Regions from separate parts of the Sus scrofa genome. Here all the other regions are linked to region 1. A link is a contact called in public HiChIP or PLAC-seq and promoter capture Hi-C data. All regions are on one chromosome and are shown on one strand. The core of a region is the stretch at or near the end of the contact, and the rest is flanking DNA. Distances in the headings are between cores, read along the strand shown.

Evidence for each region. Promoter capture Hi-C pulls out the DNA fragments that hold promoters and counts their contacts. HiChIP or PLAC-seq counts read pairs in DNA pulled down with a chosen protein or histone mark.
Region 2: a contact with region 1 is called in a promoter capture Hi-C map of liver, with 2.2 times the contacts expected there. The contact joins the promoter of AATF here to the promoter of ZNHIT3 in region 1. A contact is called at or near these places in 1 of 5 promoter capture datasets (liver) and 2 of 47 Hi-C or Micro-C datasets (heart right ventricle and skeletal muscle).
Region 3: a promoter capture Hi-C map of liver shows a contact between it and region 1, with 2.1 times the contacts expected there. The contact joins the promoter of APPBP2 here to the promoter of ZNHIT3 in region 1. A contact is called at or near these places in 1 of 5 promoter capture datasets (liver) and 2 of 47 Hi-C or Micro-C datasets (heart right ventricle and liver).
Region 4: an H3K27ac HiChIP or PLAC-seq map of alveolar macrophages shows a contact between it and region 1. The contact joins the enhancer-like site here to the promoter of ZNHIT3 in region 1. A contact is called at or near these places in 2 of 5 promoter capture datasets (both in liver), 6 of 47 Hi-C or Micro-C datasets (embryonic fibroblasts, fetal skeletal muscle, retroperitoneal adipose tissue and 1 more) and 1 of 2 datasets of contacts at active chromatin or transcription factors (alveolar macrophages).

What each region holds. Positions count from the first base shown.
Region 1 is chr12:38,010,804-38,015,997 of Sscrofa11.1, forward strand. ZNHIT3 (zinc finger HIT domain-containing protein 3) reads left to right here and starts at 3,128. Exons shown (of 6, transcript XR_306538.3): 1 at 3,128-3,291; 2 at 3,391-3,422.
Region 2 is chr12:38,459,510-38,464,703 of Sscrofa11.1, forward strand. It overlaps AATF (protein AATF), which reads left to right and starts at 2,300. Exons shown (of 12, transcript XM_003131707.4): 1 at 2,300-2,544; 2 at 3,963-4,154. The coding sequence starts at 2,454.
Region 3 is chr12:37,611,222-37,616,415 of Sscrofa11.1, forward strand. APPBP2 (amyloid protein-binding protein 2) reads left to right here and starts at 2,549. Exons shown (of 13, transcript XM_013981135.2): 1 at 2,549-2,994. The coding sequence starts at 2,857.
Region 4 is chr12:37,706,103-37,711,296 of Sscrofa11.1, forward strand. It overlaps the pseudogene LOC100620905. Among named protein-coding and RNA genes, the nearest start is that of USP32, 11 kb to the right of the region's middle. Within about 2 kb of position 2,104, at least 2 of the 83 cell types and tissues checked have an H3K27ac peak or open chromatin away from gene starts, as enhancers often do. A contact at or near this core is called in alveolar macrophages, where this site is marked.

The DNA.
Region 1 (5,194 bases), core at 1,878-4,377:
GGTTTCCAAGGTGAACAGCCACATTGGGGGTTTGGGGGGGTGTCTGTCACCATCCTTCTGGGAACCTATCAGTCCCCTAAAGACCTGTCGTAGCCATCTTGAAGGGATAGAGGTGTCAGAGCTGCAGGAAGAAGCTGAGATTTATTACGGCTGCACAGAGAGCCCAACCTTATCAACCTCTGGCCTCAGATAAGGGCAACACACAGCCCAAGTGGGGCGTAATTAGATCCATCTGCCCGCTTCATCATGACCTCCAGGAAGGGGCAGGGCAGGGCAGGGGTGCGCCCTAGGTAGTACCCCAAAGCTCCCTTTCATCAGGCTGATGCGGGGTGGCTAGCTTCCAGCTAGATCTCCATTCCAGGGATTGCCGCGAGTCGGGGAAACGGGCACCACGGGAACTGTCTCTGGACAGCCAGTCACTTTTGGAGCCCTCAGCTCTCCTGACTTGGGCCTTGCTTTCATGGAGGAGACGTTCCTGCCTCTCGGATCGCCTGTCTCAGCCCCATGCTCTCGACACTCATTCCCGCCACTTGGCGATGTTCGCTGTGCGGACTTACTCTTTCCTACATGGGGGTGGTGAGGCAATTTTGCCTCTCAAGCAAAGTCGGAAGCTAGCTGTGCTCCAGTCCAGGGCCGGTGCGTGCTGAGCCAGGGCCAATCTGGACCTGGAGCGCCCTCTGGCGGTGCCGGGCGCCGAGCCCGCGGCTCCACGCACATCACCAGGCATTGGCGTTGGGCGCCGGTCTGGCCCTTCGCGAATGTGCTGGACAGCGCCTGCCGGCAGCAGAGCTCTGCAACAAATCTGCCTTGATTATTACTGCACTTCTCTGCAGGTCTGGCCTGAAGCCTCAGGCTGACGCTGCGAAGGCATGAGGCAGCCTTAGACAGTCTCTAAGAGGGTATGTTGGGGGTCCAGGGAGAGCCAGGCCATGCCAGTGTGGACATCTAGTTCCTGGGCCTGGAATCATACCTGCCTTTCCTTGAACTAGTCACTGCCTAGAGGAGCTGTACCACGCTTCCTTTGCCTCTTGGTTTCCCCAATCTCATTGTCATCACAGCAGAGCCACATTTTTCTCTGGACTTTGGAGCAGGAGGGGTGTGGCTGTCCATGGAGGCTGGGGGTCACTCAGAATAGAAAGAAGAAGGAGTATTTTTTACTGAATGCAATGTGCATGAGAGGAACTCTAGGAATTTTCTTTTTGCTGGAGTCACCATCTCTGGACCCAAAGGTAGGAAGTCAGCATGGTATGGATGTGGGTGAAGTCTAGTTAAGCCTTTGAAAATCATGGAGAATTCCATGTCCTTAGCCTCCAAAGACAACTCACAGGACAAGTCTGGGGTGGCCAAAGTGATGTCCATGATGGGAGAATTTGTACTGGTGCCAGACAGGGCATGGGATTCAAGTGTGGCCTGGACAAGTCACTGACCTCTGGCCTTCCCTATTAAGCCTGGACTGGAATACTGGAATACTTCTGGTTCAAACCAGCAGTGGTCACAACTGTTGAGCCATAAAAAGAACCCTGCAGGTTTTTTGGTCAGTGTGGAAACACTGGATTTTGGCCTGAGTTCTTTATCTTTTTTTTATGTCCTTGCCCACAGCATCTGGAAGTTCCCAGGTAGGGATTGAATCTGCAACACAGTAGCAGTGACAACCTCAGGTCCTTAACCTGCTGAGCCACAGGGGAACTCCTGGCCCAAGTTCTATTTGGAGGCTGGAGGCAGGGGCAGCTGCCTGCTGGGGCAGGTGGGCAGCCAGAGGGGCCAATACCACTTCAGCACTGATGACTGGACAGCGTTCTTGGGACAATCTGGCAAAGCAAAAGGAGCGATGGATATTCAGTCACTCAAGCCCAACCCCAGCACGGCCCACTGAGGCTGACAGCTGAACTCTTTTGGAGGGGCCTGAGCTCAAGGATCCTGGCCTCCAGGGACTTGGGGCCTGGAACCTGCTCACATGGGGTCAGGACCAGAGGTCCAGGAGAGATACAGACCCTCAATATCACATAAATAACCTTTGCAGCACTTCAGATCACAAAGCCTTTTTACAGTCTCCTCTCTGCCTCATGACAGCTCAGGAAAGTAAGCCTTAACATCTAACAGATGGGGGATCTGAGATCGGGTAGCCAGTCTCTCTAAGTCACATAGCCAGGGAGGGGTTTGAGCTAAGATTTGAATGGCTACCTTGTTTGTGGCAGATTCATCCCTGCAGACTGTGACTGTGGTGTGAGCGTATAGTACTGAGATCCTTAGGGCTGATGGGTCAACGAAAGGGGGAGACTTTGGGGGGGGTGACTTATGGCGCTAAGAGGGCACCACACATGTGGGGTGAAACCCTGGTTAGGCTGGGCAATGCTCAGGGCTTTGAGGAGGAGCAGGGCTCCCAATAAAATGTGACTTTGCTTCTAAAGCCTGAGGTGTCACTCAAAGCCCACCACAGTTCACCTGTCTGGGCCAGGATCCCCACCTTTGGCTCAGAGGCCACTCACTTGTTCCCTGGCCAATCAGTCCCACCCAGGGATTCTCCTTCCTGCCTTCTCTCTAAGCCTTAAGCTTCCAGAGACTGTGGCTGCTAATCCACGGTGTCCGCAGCCCCGCTTGGGGGCAGTGAAGTGCTCACAATTGGAGCTCAATAAATATTTGTCATTGGCCAAGCCTCAACTTCCTTTTCTGTGAGAAAAATGGCTGAGAAGGGCACATGTGTGTCACATGATCTGAATCAGGTTTGGACTCCTCATTTGCTAAAGATAAGCAAATGAGATGTGTGGGGAGAACCTAATACCTGTGCAAGATCGAGAAAGTCTAAGCCAGAAGATAAGGGACAATTAGTCCCACGTATATTATTTATTTATTTATTTAAGTAGATTTATTTAAAGTAGATTTATTTATTTATTCAAGTAGAGAGTGACCATGATTTGCTCCGAGTTCCGCGGCCGCGTAGGGACAGGGTCAAGGCTACATAACAAGTTATTTGACGACATGACCTAATCAAGGAAAACCTTCCCAGAGCTTACAGGGCGCGCGTCGAGTGCATCGACTTTCAACTTCTCATGCCTGGAACAATGAGCAGGATCAATCCACTGCTTTTGACTGCCAGTAAGTGCTGCGCGCTGATTGGTCCTGGTTAAGGAAACGGAAGGAAGGGCGTGGACTTGGGACCGCGCGAGAAGCCGGCGCGCCGCGAAAGGAGAGGTTTCCGGGAGAGACCATGGCGTCGCTCAATTGCAGAACCGCTGTCTGCGTTATCTGTTTGGAGAAGCCTAAGTACCGTTGCCCCGTCTGCCGTGTGCCCTAGTGAGTTCCGAGGGTCATGAGCCTGGGGGACCGGCTGCGGGCGGAGGAGGATCCGCGCGGCCTTCAGGGCTAACGTGGCCTGTTGCTTTGTTTTCACAGCTGTTCCGTGATCTGTTTCCGGAAGCACAAAGGTAAGCGCCCCGCTCCCTCGTGTGTGGCCGCCTCCACGTTCCGCAGCTGTCTCGGGGACTTGGGCTCCCGGGGCCCCATTCCCGGACTCGCAACTCTCGAACCTGGGAGACCCCGCCCCGGGGCGGGGTATACCTCTGCCTGTGAATGCCTCTTCAAATTTTGAGCAGTCAAAATCCTTTCCTCTGCCCTGACTTTCCTTCTCCGTACCATCCTCTTTTAAAAATAGTCGACTGCTTTTGCCACAAAAGTATGTCCTAGCTTAGGGTTCTGACACAGCTCCGCACCGTTTATCAGAAGCTGGCTAAGGTTAATGACATTTTCTTTCGTGTAAATAATATCTTGATAGAATCGTTGAAGTAGACCAGTTTACAATAAGGAGCAATATTTTTGGCTTCAGTGTTATCAAGTATACATTTTAAATCTCTTCAATCCGGCGCCTCTTCTCAGTCCTCGGGAACCCTTTCCCACGATCTCTTTCTCGGTGACTTTTCTGTTAAAACTTCCTCATTGGTGATTTGCCCCTAGCTTCATCCCCTCCAGTCTCTGGTTTACAGCTGTGTGTTTCGGACACCACCCTTCCCCTCCCCATCCCTGCTTTGTTTTTTTAACCCTAATATCTCTGGAGCATTTTCAAAACGAACCTTTCAGCTGAAGATAGGAAAGAAGAATTGCTTTGCTGAAATACAGTTGAGGGGCTGGCTGGGTCTGGAATGCTCCCCTCTGGTCCAGGAGCCCAGTGAGGCTCCTCCAAGAACACAGGGCAATCAGGAGCTCTTAAATCTGTGGTCTGGCTGCTTCCTGGGTAATTTTTCTGAAATGCACATTTCAGCAGTTCACTCCTTTGGAGAAAACTCCTGTGTTTCTGGCAGTGGTTCTTTTTTTAAAAAAATTGAAGTATAGTTGATTTACAGTGTTTTAAATGTACAATGTGGAGTTCCTGTCGTGGCACAGCGAAAATGAATCTGACTAGGAACCATGAGGTTGCAGGTTCGATCCCTGGCCTTGTTCAGTGGGTTAAGGATCTGGTGTTGCCATGAGCTGTAGTGTAGGTTGCAGACGCGGCTTGGATCCTGTGTTGCTGTGGCTGTGGCATAGGCCGGCAGCTGTAGCTCCAATTCAACCCCTAGGCTGGGACCCTCCATACATACATACATACATAAATAAATGTACAGCAAAGTAATTGTTATACATACATAAATGTATATGTGAAAAAAAATACGCTTCTTCAGTTCTTCTGCATTATAGGTCATTACGAGATGACTATCGTTGCCTATGACATGTATATATATATATACACACACACACACACATACACATGCATATATATATATATGGTTGTTCATCTGTCTTATATATAGTAGTATGTTTCTTTTAATCCCAAATTACTAATTTATTCTCCCCACCACCACCTTTTCCCTTTGGTAACTCCCAAGTTTGTTTTCTATGTCTGAGTCTCTTTCTGTTTTGTAAATAACTTCAGTTGTATCATTTTTTTTAGAGTCTACATATGAGTGACAAATATTTTTTAGAGTCTACATATTTGTCTTTCTGTGACCGACTTCATTTAGTATGATAATCTCTCAGTCCATCCATGTTGCTGCAATATTTCATTCTTTTATGGTTGAATAATATTCCTCTGTGTGTGTACACACACACACATATCTATATGTCACATAGTCTTTATCCATTCGTGTATTTATGAACATTGGCTTGGCTATTGTAATAATGTGGCTGTGAACATTGCTGTGCGTGTCGCTTTTCAAATTTGAGT
Region 2 (5,194 bases), core at 1,050-3,549, 450 kb after region 1:
TGACTTCTCTAAACTCTTCAAAGTCCCGGTCATGTGAACAGACAATGTGGGGAGAGGTGGTAATGTCACCCCTGCCCCATCCTCTGCTATTCTGACATCTGTCCGCTGTTATGCAGCCCTCAGGCAGCAGGCGGAGGGACTGTGAATTGGGAGACCCTCTGACCTTCTGACGTTGTTTTAGGAACATCTCCCATTTATTCCCTTCCTCCTCCTCATCTCATCTGCTCACATCACTAGGGCGGTCCAGGTTTACATTTCTTCTAGGAGGTAGAGTCTTAGAAATAGCCCATCCCATCAGGAAACCCCTCCTCCCTTCTCCAAAAACTTATAATCAAGTAGGGAGGGCTCCCCAGAGAGGGGATTTAGAAGATTACCCTTCTGCCTGTGCCTCAGCTTTTCTCAGCTGCATCTAAAGTCCTAGAACCCCTCCTTTCCTCTGATCACTGAATCCCCTCTCTACCCTCAGTATGGGTGAGCAAGCAGGGGAAGCATTTTGAGGGGCCCTGGGATGTGTGTGATTTTTGTCCTCAAAAGGCTTCCCAAATCAGTGGGCACCAGGACAGAGACTGGAGGGTAGGGAAGCAGGCATTTTCTGCCCAGAATCATCCAGCAGTGCCCTGTTTGCATGACAGCTTAGAGGCTGTTTCTGCCCTGCCTCACCTCCCTCCTTCTTTTCTCCCTTTTCTTTACCCCAAGGCCAGGTTCCTGTATTAGCGTCCAAAATAGGGAGGGAAGAGGGCTGGGGGAAGTAGTTTCCTAAATCTGGGGTGAGGAAAACATTTTGGTCCTTTGAAGCCAAGGGTGATGGCTGTCCCAGCATGGTCATGCTTTTGCTCTGGAGGCCCCAGACGTGGGCACCAGGCTGCAATTACAAGGGATATGTTTGTTTGTTCCATTTTATTTGTTTAAGAGCTCTTTTCTGGACTGAATTCTATTGCAGATGGTAAAAATCCAAACCAAAACAAAACACTTTCCTTCACCCCAGTCCCCTGCCTAGGGTACCCCCCCATCCGAGCCTGGAATTCTTTCCCTTCCATGTCTGAGGGTGTCTACCCTGAGAGCCTTCCTTCCCCCCTGCAGCCTCCTAGACAGGGGACATAGGACAAGTGGTCTCTTCTTGCTCTCAACAATGGGGACCTATGAAGACTGGGGAAGTCAGGGACCTTCAGTTCCCTTGGGTTCCACAGGAGACACTGGAGAACGGAAGGTTTCCCAGGCGGTTCAGCTGTGGGATCCAATTAGCCTGAGCTTTTCCCAAGCAGGGCATAGGGTATCCCTAACCCTGTCTCCTGGATCCTTTTGAGGGAGTTTCTGTTTAGGGGCTTCTAGGTCCTTACAGGTGACCTCAAACAGATCCTGGAAAGACAGACCACTTTATACTTACCCTCATCAATCCTTTTTGCAGTTTCTGTTTACTTGTTTGGCCCCCTAGGCTGATCACCACCAGGAGAGAATCACTTACTCATCTCTATCTCATCTAACAGCGCCTGCCACATAGTGGGCAGTCAAGGAATGTTTGAAGAGGGAAAGAGGATGTGAAGGGATTTTATCTTTCCATGTGCTTGGCTACCGTTTCTTCTTTGGTCTTTATATTTGACTCTACCTGTGCCCCTTGAACTGTAGATCTGAGTTTTTCCGCTTTTGTGCGCCAGTTTCAAGCATCTGAGTGTGCCCTCATCTTTGAAGAACAGCAAGGATATTAATACCTTTTGGTGTGCACGAGTAATCTCCACTCCACCCCCATTTCCCTACCCAGACAAGGCTCCTCTGGAGAAGCTACAGAATCGACCTTTATTTATTCACAGCCATAGTGACTTCTATTATTCTTATTAATAAGGATGCAGCAGTCCACTGCACAGCTACGCAAGCCCATCCCTGAGGCAGGATTTCCAAGTCATGGCCACCGCGGGGTCAGGGGCGTGTGCCCGACCCCAAACTCCTCCAAATTATGAAATGCCAAACCTGCTTTTGATTCTAGTCTGTGCGTGCCCTAAAGCACGCGTGAAGCTCGAGGCGCTCACTCTTTACTCCTCCTCCCTAAATCAGCCACCAAGGGTCGCGGCTACACTATTCTTTACTTTTTAGCCAATCTCAGACAAATCTTCAAGCGTACTTTACTCAAAAAAAACACCGCGCATCGCAGTCTCGGCTCAGCGCCAGCGGCGGCCACGTGCTCTCGCTCGCTCCCGCTCGCTCCCGCGCTGCCCAACACGCCCCCTCGGCGCACGCGCACGCGCGTCAGCCTTCCGGGCGTTTCCGCTTTCATCCTAGCAACGCCCGTAGTGACGCACAAAGTCCCGCCCCCTCCCGCGAGTCTCCCGGAAGTTGCCGATCCGGAGCTGGGCGCCCGGCTCCGAGCGTCCCTGGCTGTGCTGGGGAGCAGTCTCCGGCAGGAGGACCCGGCAGGGAGAGGGCGACATTCACGAGCGCGGCGCGGGCGAGACCTGGTGACCATGGCGGGGCCGCAGCCTCTGGCGCTACAGCTGGAACAGTTGTTGAACCCGCGACCGCGCGAAGCGGATCCTGAAGCGGACCCGGAGGAGGGTGAGGCCTGACCGGGGCAAGACCACGTGCGGAGCTGTGTGTGGGCCGTGCCGGGTGCGGACCTGGGCGGCGTGTGAAGGGCCAGCTGCTGGGCCCCCGCCGCCAAGCCTTCTCTGTTTCCTCTTGCGCAGAGGAAAACTGCCTCCCAGAGAGTGTCCCCCGGGTCTGGGGAGGAGGGTTTCGGGATCCTGACGCTCACTCTAGACTTGGTGCTCCTGTGGGCGGAGCATCCGGAGGACTCAGGCTTCGGTTCACTGTTGGTGCAGGGCTGTAGCAGGGAGCCAGAGTCTGGTAGCAGGTTGGAAGTTATCTTTAAGGATGTCTTTAATGGCACTGCATTAGAAATGAGGAGAAGGAAGTCTCATTCCCCCCCCCCCTTTTTTTTCCAACTCTGCCTGCCCCTGAGAACTTACTTGGAGGATGAAGGAAGAAGTAGGCTTCTGTGGTGCCATTTAAGCCTTTTTAGTCCTCAACACACTTGCTTAGCTGCTGACGAATAAGGCTGCTGTTCTGTAAGATGAGGTTCAAGGTCTAATCCTGCTTTAGGCTTGAGTCAGAGAAGTGTGAGGAAGGGGGAATAAGGAGGGATAAATGTGAGTGCTGGACCGTGTCTTAGAAGTAAGCAGTTGAAGGAACTGGGGCTGTTTAGCTAGGATAAGCAAACTCCCTGAGGGATGGGCTGAAGTGAAGATAGAACATGATGATGGCCGACTTAAAATATTTGAGCGACAGTCACAGATGAAAGAGGAATTAGACCAGTTTTCTATGATCCAAAACATGGAAATAATCCTTCTAGTAGATGCAGAGAGTCAGCTTTTTGTTCTGGAACAGCAGCAGGAGAGTAAGTGGTCTGCCTTGGGAGGTAATGACTTTGCTGTTCTTGGAACTTGGCGGCTTTTTTTAAAGTGGCCACACCTGTGGCATATAGAAGTTCCTGGGCTAGAGGTCAAATGTGAGTTGCAGGCAAACACGCCACAGCCACGGCAACATTCGGCTGGGGCTGAATCTGCGATCTTTGCCTACCCCACCCCCCAGCTTTTGGTAAGGTCCTTAACCTGCTGAACCACAATGGAAACTCATGGTGGGGACTTTTTTTTTTCTTCTCTTTTTAGGGCCACACCTGTGGCATATGGAAGTTCCCAAGCTAGGGGTCAAATCGTAGTTTTAGCTGCCGGCCTACACTGCAGCTTGTGGCAATGCTGGATCCTTAAACCACGGAGCGAGGCCAGGGATTGAACCAGCATCCTCATGGGCTTCAGTTGGGTTTGTAACCTACGGAGACACGAGAACTCCCATGGTGGGGATTTTGTAGAGGACATTCAAGTATGAATTCAAAGCCTCGGCAGTGTTACCCAGTGTTACCGTTAAAGTTCCTTCTAATCTGAAGATTCTGATTACTTTCCTCCCCTTCCCCACAGCCACTGCTGCCAGAGTGATTGACAGGTTTGATGAAGGGGACGATGGGGAAGGCGATTTCCCCGTGGTGGGTACCATTAGAAAGCTGGCATCAGCCTCCTTCTTGGATACAGACAAGAGGTATTCTGGCAAGACCACCTCTAGAAAAGCTTGGAAGGAAGACCATTGGGAGCAGACTCTGCCAGGTTCATCTGGTGAGTAGACATTTGCTTTCTTTCCTAATTTATTAGGTTAAAATTTTTTTTAATGATCTCTGCAAAACTGGATGTCCTACCTATTATCTTAGGAGAAACCATTGGTTTGGCATTAGAAAGAGCCCTTCTAAGTACTTAATTTCACTTCATAAGGAATCTAAAATCTGGAGCTCTTAAATTGGTATACTTTTTTTTGTTTGTTTGTTTTTTGCCATGCCCGAGGCACATGGAAGTTCCTGGCCCAGGGATCAAACCTGCGTCACTGCAGTAACCTGAACTGCTGCAGCGACACCATCAGATCCTTAACCCACTGCACCACAGGGAACTCCTGAATTGCATTGTTTCTGATGAACATGCTGCTCATGAATTTTGACCCTTTTCCTTTGATTTTTCACTTTTTGCTCAGTCACTGTAATTTGTGACACTCATTTTTTGCCGTTGTAAAAATTTCATAGCGCTTTCCTGTTCTCTGCAAGAGTTAGGAGGATGTGAGCTTATAGTTTTAAGGATTGTGAGTTTCTTAGAGTGGAGGAAAGGGCCGGCTTTGGTGGTTATTGAGTGGATGCCATTTGTTTTCCTTTAGAGAGGTCAGAGGTACCATGTTGAGAATCCACAGATAATATAAAAGAAACAGTCATTCATGTTAGGATATCCATGATTTAGTCCTTGATACAGTTCTGGGGGCTCCCACATGATAAGCTTATTTCATATTCTTTGCTTAGAGACTGATAAACAGACCAATCCTGAGACCAATATACTATTTATTGAGCTCACCATGTATCAGGCACTGTGGCAACTCTTGAAGTTCTAAGAGCCTGGGGCGTGGTAACTTGTCAGAAAATATTATCACCATTATCATTATAGGTAACATCTCATTTAATCCTCCTCATAGCCCTGTGAGGTTGGTACTGTTTGTCTCCAAATAAGGAAATTGAGGGGATGTGAAATAGCTTGCTCAAGGTCAGATAGCTAGTAAGTGCAGGCCGGCCCTCAAGTAAGGCAGTCTGATTTTTTTTTTTTTTTTTTTTTTTGGTCTTTTT
Region 3 (5,194 bases), core at 1,299-3,798, 400 kb before region 1:
CGAATCGGAGGTGTAGCTACCAGCCTACACCACAGCCACAGCAACACCAGATTCGAGCCGTGTCTGCAACCTACACCACACCTCACGGCAACGCCGGATCTTTAACCTGCTAAGCAAGGCCAGGGATTGAACCCGAACCTCATGGTTCGTAGTTGGATTCGTTAACCACTGCGCCACGACAGGAACTCCAGAATTCTTTTTTTTTTTTTTTTTTTTTTGTCTTTTTTGCTATTTCTTGGGCCGCTCCCGCGGCATATGGAGGTTCCCAGGCTAGGGGTAGAATCGGAGCTGTAGCCTCCGGCCTACGCCAGAGCCACAGCAACGCAGGATCCGAGCCGCGTCTGCAACCTACACCACAGCTCACGGCAACGCCGGATTGTTAACTCACTGAGCAAGGGCAGGGACCGAACCTGCAACCTCATGGTTCCCAGTCGGATTCGTTAACCACTGCGCCACGACGGGAACTCCCCAAGAATTCTTGATAAAGGATTTGCTAAAGGAACTTATGTATTTGGGTGACTCAGAATGGGTGGGTAAAACTATTGCATGTAACACACTTGTATTAAAAAACTATTCGTGGAGTTCTTGCTGTGCTGCAGCAGGTTAGGGATCATAAGTTGTCTTTGCAGTGAGGAAGGTTCCATCTCCAGCCTGAAGCAGTGAGTTAAGGATCTGGCATTCCTGCAGCTGCGTGGTAGGTTGCAGCTATGGCTCAGATTAGATCCCTGGCCTGGGAGTTTCTATATGCCGAGGGTGCGGCCAAACACACAAAACCCCAAAAACCCTACAAACTATTCGCTGTTTATGTGAAATTATAATTTGGGAGTTCCTGTCATGGCTCAGTGGTTAGCGAATCAGACTAGTATCCATGAGGACGTGGGCTCGATCCTTGGTCTTGCTCAGTTGGTTAAGGATCCGGTGTTGCTGTGAGCAGTGTGGTGTAGGTTGCAGACTTGGCTCTGATCTCACACTAACTGTGGCTGTGGTGTAGGCTGGCAGTACAGCTTTGATTAGATCCCTAGCCTGGGAACCTCCATATGCTGCAGGTGTGGCCCTAAAAAGACCAAAAAAAAAGAAAAAAATGTAGTTGAGCATTTGTATTTTTTTTACTTGCTAATTCTGGCACTCTACCATAAGGCTAACCATAGCTTTCCCATGTTCATGGGTACAGAGTAAGAACTGGTATAGACTGAAAAGAGGACTAAACATGTTTTCTTCTTTCTTTCTTACCAATGATTTAACTATTTAACCTTGAAATACCAGGGTGAACTGGAAGAACCACTTCCAATTCTTTTAGCTTTAACGTCCGCACATTATTATTATCATTGTTTTCAGGTTTTACATAACGATTGCATGAATATGAGATTGACCGTGTCACCAATAATGGCCAGTGGTTTCCTTGTTAAATTCCTAGAGCAGGGGTTCCTGTTGTGGCTCAGCAGTTATGACTCAGACTAGACTCCATGAGGCTGTAGGTTCTGTCCCTGGCCTTGCTCAGTGGGTTAAAGATCCAGATTTTTTTTTTCTTTTGTCTTTTTAGGGCCACACCTGTGGCATATGGAGGTTCCCAGGCTAAGGGTCGAATCCGAGCTGTAGCTGCCAGCCTATGCCACAGCCACAGCAATGTTGGATCTGAGCCTCGTCTGCATTGCTGTGGCTGTGGTGTAGTGTGGCAGCTGCAGCTCGGATTCGACCCCTAGCCTGGAAACTTCCATAGGCCACAGGTTCAGCCCTAAAAGGAAAAGAAAAAAAAAAAAATTCCTAGAGCAGAAAGATGTTGCATGAAGTTCTTGAAGTCACAGACATGGAAAATTAAGTTACATAAGTAGCAGACATTCAGGCTGAGAATGGAAGGGAGGTGAAACATGTACACTCAATTATCCAACAATCCCCTGAGGCTGGGACTAGAACTAGAGGAGAAAGTTGAAATCTTAATTTCTGTTTCACCACTAAGTCATATTGCAACCACCATTTAGTCCTTTTTTTCTTACCACTATTTGTAATTCTGTAATCTGGCTAACCTTCTCACCAAATTCTAAAGCATTTCTTTTTCCTTTTTGGGGGTTAGGGGGGTGGAGAATAAGTTTCATTTAGAAAAAGAACCATGAATTCGAACACTGCAAATGGTGACACAATGCAAGTCTTCCTGCCATCCTGATCCCTAGCCCCTAAGTCGAAGGTTCCTAACTTGACTTAGGGACCAGAGTCTAAAGGCGGGTTTCCAGAGTATGCGAATTCCCTGCATGCATCATTTTCAATGGACTGATGATTGGGCCTCCAAACTTTTATCTGAGCTCGAAAGGTTCCGTGCCTAAGAAGTCTGGAGGCAGGATTGGCTGAAAGGACTGATGCAGCCAGTGATTCGGAAGGAGCTGGTAAAAACCTGTCTTAACTCGTCCGGGTGAAAAACGTTTACCCTCATCCACCCAACTTCGGCCCCTAGGAAAATACGTCCCCGTAGGCGGGATCACCGCTGTTTGCTTCCCAAGTTTTTGCCTGCCGCATTCCTTCCCTCCAGCGCGTAGGCGTGCGCTGACGTCATGACGCCGCACACGCAGCCCCGCCCCTGCAGAGATCGGCGCTGGGACGGACCCCGGGCTGCTCTCAAATCCGGAATGTGAGGCCTCGGCCCGCCTGGTCTCGGCTCTTTGGCCAGCTCTGCACACGGGCCTGCGCCCGCTGCCACCGCCCCCAGCTCACCCGGAGGAGCCAGGGCGGCCGCGCCCTTCTGCCGTGTGCCCGCGTGGCCAACGCCGTCTTTCCGAATCCTCCGGGGCCGCAGAGGGGTTCGCTACGGAGGGAGGCGGGGGCCTTCGGGAGGAGGAGGCGGAGGAGGCGGAGGAGGAGGGAAGGAAGATGGCGGCCGTGGAACTAGAGTGGATCCCAGAGACTCTCTACAACACCGCCATCTCCGCTGTCGTGGATAACTACATCCGCTCCCGCCGAGACATCCGCTCCTTGCCCGAGAACATCCAGTTCGATGTTTACTACAAGGTACAGACGGTGGGCTACCGACCGTGGGCCTGCTCTCTGCCCTCCTGCCGCAGCCCCTGGGGCCGCACCCCCTTCCACGTCCGCGAACCCCCCGCGTTTAACCCCTTGCTCCTCCTGGCAGGATCGCCTCCCAAGACATCTGGGACGGTGTTGGGGAGTCCAGTATAGGGACACCCATCTGGTACCCTCTGTCTCTCAAACCCTTGGCTTTGATTGATACGTCTAAGAAATGAGTCTTTCCCCCCTTTTGCTTTTCCCTCCTACAGTGGGGCCCCTTTGGATAGGCCTTTTGCGTGGACTTTATTGCGCCCTCGACCCACTCAGCTCTTCCCTTCTAGCCTGTGTCTTCGGGATATTTTCTGCCCTCCCTTCCCAATTAAGTATCAGCATCAGCTGGACTTTTTGCTTTGCTCTTTTTCCCCTCCTTCTTACTTTTCTCCTCCCGTCGCCCTCCTTGCCAAGTGTTTTTTTCTGCTACGTGTTCCTTCGTTTCACCTTTTTCTTCCTAATCTGGAGGGAGTTGAGGAATTATTGGAAGTAGTCGTGTGCCTTATTCACATATTCTTTAAAGCTTTGGTTTTTGTTTATAGTGGGGATTGAGTGGGGGGTTCTATTAATATGGGAGTGGTGCTAAACTACTTGAAGGGGAAAATCTTTCGGGGGGGGACCTTTAGAATTAGAGTTTAAATTATGGTCATATATTTGAAAGTTGTAGTCTTGCAGCATTCCTAAATTGCTCCCCCTCAAAAATCAGAAAAAGTCTCCTAGTCAGTCTCTGAGGAGTTTAGTTTCAAGGGTAAGTGTCTTTAGACGTGGACAGTTTTGCAGTGTTTAGAGAGGGAGGAGAACTTTATGGACTCAGAGCCTCCCTTTTCCTCTCCCCCACATTTGAGTGTGAACAGTAGACTTATTCAGTCCTCCTTGCCTTGAATCCATGTGGATAACTCCAGTAGCCACTTATGCAAAATTCGACCAGAAGTAAAGTGTGATTTATCTTTTAGATCTAAACACTTCCTCTTGATTTGTAAGTTGGCTGGAATATTGTAAACTGATATTTAACAGATGTGTGTGTTCTTATTTTATATGTACAGTGTTTTATGGCAGTTGTTTCATTGGGAAGATTGCCCGCTTCCTCCACCCTGGAATATTTTTTCAGAAAGCAGCTGACTTGCTGCATTTCACTAAATCCAGCTGCTTTACACCAATTAGAACAATTAAAAATTTTTCCTCCTAGGTATTTGGAGAATATTTAGTTTGGTCATTTATATTATTATTTGGGGCGGGGAGGAGAGGTTAGAGAAAAATCTCCCTTTATTCCAAACCCCTTTGATACATTGACTTACTTTAGTCTAAGGACATTTTGTATATTTAAGATTTGTTCCTCCCAGGAAGGATGATTAGATTTCTTTCTCAACCTGGGAAACTGCAGTTTTGCGCGTGTGCTAACTCTACTCATTTTATTAAATTGTATGTAATCTTTTACTTTTTTTAGGAAAGAAAAAATCATTGGAAATTTAAACAGTACATTTAGTGGTTGATTTCCTTCAAAGTACTTGGATATCTTCTAGTAACTTTTGCTTCTAACTGAAGCTTTTCGTTTGAAGATTATTAATAGTGAATATGAGCAGGTGGTGCTTTTGCCACATTTTCTGTTGCACGTAGTCCACAATGTTTTAATATGGTGTCTTTTTGGTACATTTTTACTCTTTAATAATTGTATGCCTGTTGGGAATGTGGCACTGTGCTAAAGTGAGGGCGTGTGCCTGGAACTGTAGGTGCTTTTATACACTTACTTTGTTTAATCCTGACAGTTAAACTATAAAGTAGGGCATAACCCTGTTTTATAGGTGAGAAAGTTAAGTAGTTTAATCAAGGTCTCATACCTAATATTTAGTTCTTGCTTTCTTGCTTACTGTCTATAATTTCCAGTTTTCTCCACTTTAGAGCCCAGAAGAAACTCATAATCAGATCCCTTCAGACATCCCAACTTCCATCAACAGGCATGGTCATAGACAAAATATACTAGTATAAAATTCCCCCATCCCAATTCATCGTAGTCCAGTGTCACTTTATTAATTTTTGTCAGTAGCTTCAGGTGACGGCACAGTCATAAAGCTTTAGGAGACTGGCTTGTGGAATGAAAGGGAGGTGAGAAATAGGCATGTTGACTACTCCCTAAGAAGGGAACGGAGAGAGGTAT
Region 4 (5,194 bases), core at 854-3,353, 310 kb before region 1:
TAAGGATCCGGCGTTGCCATGAGCTATGGTGTAGGTCACAGACACGGCTCAGATCCCACGTTGCTGTGGCTCTGGTGTAGGCCGGCGGCTACAGCTCTGATCAGACCCCTGGGAACCTCCATATGCCATGGGAGCGGCCCTAGAAAAGGCAAAAAAAAGACAAAAAAACAAAAAACCAAACCCAAAAAGAAGCTGGGCTAGGAGTTCCCAGGTGGCTCAGTGGGTTAAGGATCTGGTGTAACTGCTGTGGCACAGGTTCAATCCCTGGAACCAGGAACTTTCACATGCCTTGGTATGGCCAAACGAAATCCCAAACAAACAAAAACTAAAAAGAGGCTGGGTGATCCTATTTGGAGTCCAGGCTGCCAGGGAATGTTAAAGGGACAGCCACAAGATAAGATACAGAAGAAAAACTCCAATCAGAAGGTGACACCAAGGTGTCAGCTCCTATATCCCTTCATAGGAATATGGAGGAACCTCGAGAAACACTTTGGACATCTACCCTCTACGCATCCGTTTTCTCTGGATTTCAAGGAGCTGGGAGATCTCAGGTGTCAGTAAATTGCATTCAAATAGGTTAAAAATTTTAGAGCTATGTCATGTTTCATTGCTTGACAAGTGGACATTAACACATGTTGGTTTATTTCTGTAGTTCAGAGGGTCAGACTTTGAGAAGATTCTTTGTCTTTTTGGACTCCCTCTGGAATTAGGAATATTTGAGTAAATCCATAAAACCTAAGGCCGTTATATGATCAAATTACCCCTCTCTCTTTACAAAATGGTTCTTGATGTCCGTTAAAATCTGAGCTACCCATGGAGTTCCCGTTGTGGCTCAGTGGTTAATGAACCTGACTAGGATCCATGAGGATGTGCGTTTGATCCCTGGCCTCAATCAGTGGGTCAAGGATCCAGCATTGCTGTGAGCTGGGGTGTAGGTCGCAGATGCGGCTGAGATGTGGTGTGGCGTAGGCTGGCAGCTGCAGCTCTGATTTAACCCCTAGCCTGGGACCCTCCATAAGCCGTGGGTGTGGCCCTAAAAAGACAAAATAATAATAATAATAATAATAAAATAAAAAATCAGAGAATAGAGAAGGAAAAGGGAAAGTTAGTAACTTTACAGTGGAGAAGCCTGGTAGCACTGCACTTAACCTAGTTATGAAGCTTAATGTTACCAGTGATGTCATGTGGGTATCATGTTCCCCCAGACATGAAGTGTGCTGAAAACGGCACTTCAATGCCACAGGATTTAAAAAGCAAAACCAAAAAAAACCCCATAACCCATAACCCCAGTCTAATCATGACGGAAACACCAGACAAACCCAGACTGGAAGACATTCTATGGGATCTCTGCCCAGTCCTCCTCAAGACTATCAAGGTCATGAAAACCAAGGAAAGACCAAGAAATTGTCACAGGCTAGAGGGGACCAGGGAGCTATGACAACTGAATGTAATGCACTGTTCTGAGTTGGATGCAGGAGCAGAAAGGGAACATGAATGGAAAACCTATGAAATCCAAATAAAGCCTGCAGTTTTAATAATAATAATAATAGGAATAATAAAAAAAAAAGTGTTTCCTGGCTTTCGCAAATGTACCATGGTAATCTGATATGTTAACAAAGATAGAAGTTGAGTACAGAGATTATGGGAACTCTCTATATAACCTTTGCAACTTTTCTGTAAATCTAAATGTATTTCCAAATAAAAGTTTCTTAGGGAGTTCCCTTTGTGGCTCAGTGGTTAACGAACCTGACAAGGATCCATGAGGATGCGGGTTCCATCCCTGGCCTCACTCAGTGGGCTCAGGATCTGGCATTGCCGTGAGCTGTGGTGTAGGTCACAGACAGACGCGGTTCAGATCTGGCGTTGCTGTGGCTGTGCCCTAGGCTGGCAGCTGTGGCTCCGATTCAACCCCTAGCCTGGGAACCTCCATATGCCGCGGGTGTGGCCCTAAAAAGCAAAAAAAAAAAAAAAAAAGTTTATTAAAAAAAAATCTGGAGTTCCCTTGTGACATAGTGGGTTAAGGATCCAGCGTTGTCACCGCAACAGCTTGGGTCACTGCTGTGGCTCAGGTCTGATCCCTGACCAGGGAACTTCCACATGCCATGCAGGCAGCCAAAAAAAAAAAAAAACCTCTAAATTACATGACCTGTGGTATGTTCCCACATATCCTTATGTTCTGGGTTTTTTGTTTAAGGAAATGTAATTATTTGGTTTATTTGTGTCACCTGGCAGTGTATGTTTCTTGCTTTTTTTGTCTTTTTGCCTTTTTTAGGGCCGCACCCGTGTCATATGGAGGTTCCCAGGCTAGCGGTTTAATCAGAGTTGTAGCCGCCGGCCTACGCCAGAGCCACAGCAATGCGGGATCTGAGCCACATCTGCAAACTACACCACAGCTCACAGCAACGTCGGATCCTTAACCCGCTGAGCAAGGCCAGGGATCGAACCCACAACCTCATGGTTCCTAGTCGGATTCGTTAACCACTGAGCCACGACGGGAACTCCTGGCAGTGTGTGTTTCAAGGACTCTTCATTTATCTCCTTTGGCAAAGAAATGGGATTCTCCTGACCTACAAAAAAGAGATGCATTTGGGATCCTGGTCTCAGAAAAGACATTCTCCCTTGCGTTGTTTCAATATGATAAAAACTGGCTTCCTTTCCAAGCCTGCACTCATGATGAAATACCCATAGTTGCTTCACTTGTCCAACTATCACATATGAAACTCGAGTGCAACTCTGTGCAGAACTCTGTCCTGAGCACTTGCATAAGAAAGGAAAACCGGAGTTGTTTTGTGATGCAGTGGGTTAAGGATCTGGTGTTGCTGCAGCGGCTTGGGTTGCTCCTGTGACATAGGTTTGACCCCTGGTTTGGTAACTTCCAAAAAAATAAGAAGAAGAAGGAAGAAAGGAAAACAGATACAAGGGAGAGAAGCAAGCAAGTACCTTTTTTTTTTTAATTTTTGCTTTTTAGGGCCGAACCTGTGGCATATAGAAGTTCCTGGGCTAGGGGTTGAATTGGAGCTGAAGCTGGCAGCCTACACCACAGCCACAGCAACACCAGATCTGAGCTGCATCTGTGACTTATGCCACAGCTTACTGCAATACTGGATTCTTAACCCACTGAGCAAGGCCAGGGATCAAACCTGTATCCTCATGGATACTAGTTGGATTCATTTCCACTGTGCCACAAGGGAACTCTTCCTTGTGCCACATTTTAGATTCCACATATAAGTGATAACATACGGTGTTTGTCTTTCTCGTTCTGACTTACTTCACTTAGTATGAGAATCTCTAGTTGAATCCACATTGCTGCGAATGGCATAATTTTGTTCCTTTTTATGGCTGGGTAGTATTCCATGGTGCATATGTATACCTCTTCTTAATCTACTCATCTGTTGATGGACATTTAGGTTGTTTCCATGTCTTGGCTGTTGAGAATAGTGTTGCTATGCATATACAGTTCATGTATCTTTTGAATTATAGTTTTGTTTAGATATATGCTCAGGAGTGGGATTGCTAGATCATAAGGTAGTTCTATATTTAGTTTTCTGAGGAATCTCCATACTGTTTTAAGTATCATTCGGAAGGAGTTTATGATTAGTAGAAAGTATCATAAATGCATCCAATCCATCAGTTTCCTGAAGTGCAAAGTCTCTGGGCTTCAGGTTGAATACAAAGGGCTGGTGAGAAGCAGAGCATAGAGATTAAGAAGTGTTAGGGGTTCCCGTTGTGGCGCAGTGGAAATGAATCCGACTAGGAACCATGAGGTTGCAGGTTCGATCCCTGGCCTTGCTCAGTGGGTTAAGGATCCGGCGTTGCCGTGAGCTGTGATATAAGTCACAGATGTGGCTCGGATCTGGCATTGCTGTGGCTGTGGTGCAGGCCAGCAGCTGTAGCTCTGATTAGACCCCTAGCCTGGGAACCTCCGTATGCCACGGGTGCAACCATAAAAAGACCAAAAAAAAAAAAAAGAAGAAGACGAAGAAGAAGAAGTGTTAGGTAGGAATGACTTCCTAAAATATAACTTATAGGCCAGATCCAATGGCTTGGCAAGGAGGGGTTAGGATTTCTCAGTGGAGGGAAGAGCATCAGTAAAGTCATGGAGATGGTAAAAAAGGAAGAATTGTGTGCAGGGAGGGGATCTTGTTAGCTTGCCTGGAGTGGAGAAGCTAGGTTAGAGAGAAGAGCTGAGAATGCCAAGGAGGCAGCCCCCTAAGCCAAGGTCATTCTAATGGCAAGAAATGCTGTCCATCAGATGAATAGGAGGGAATACTGACATAAATGGTTTCCACTACTTTTGGAAACTTTTCCACTACTCTGTCTTATCAGCTACAGGTGCAGAAGTGAGCAAGTTACAGAAGAGAGCTGGGCTAGGGCAGGTGGGGGGAGACAGGGAAGGGAGGAGGAACGCTCACCCAGGGTAGGGCAGGGGGAGGTGTTTAGGGCATCGTTTCTCTACCTGCTGGATGAAATGGAAGCAATTTCTCATTTGAGAAGGAAAGCGAGGCTTTGTCTTCATAGGACTAGCTTGTGTACCTTGCATGAAGTAGAGAATTAATTTATCAGATACATCTTGTGCATTTACACTGTGCCGAGCACTGTGCTAGACTCTGGGAATATAGAAATATGTGAAATGGGCCCAGTCTCCACCCACGGGGAGCATTCCTGTCTAATGGGAGAGAATGACATCAGTCTCAGACTTTGCAATTTTAGTAACAAGAATGACATCAGGAGTATAACAAGGGGACCTGATGACCACAAATATCTTCTGACTGTTGATTGAGTTTCCTGGCTTCCCTGATCCTGGAAGGAAGAAATCCTTAATAGGGACCAATAATATCATATATCCCAGAAGAAATTTTTCCTATATAAAAGGCACTACCCACGAGTTCCCTGGTAGTTCAGCAGGCTAAGGATCTGCCGTTGTCAGTTCTGTGGCTTGGGGAACTGCTGTGACACTGGTTTGATACTGGGAAATTTCACATACTGTGGGCGCAGCAAAAAATAAACAATAAATAAATGAATAAACATAAAAGGCACTAACAATTTAGGTATGTATATTTGTATCATGGAATTTTCTTTTTTTTCTTACAGCTGCACCTGGAAGTTCCTGGGCCTATGCTACAGCCACGGATCTGAGCCGCATCTGTGACCTGTGCCGTAGCTTGCAGAAACACTGGATCCTTAACGCACTGAG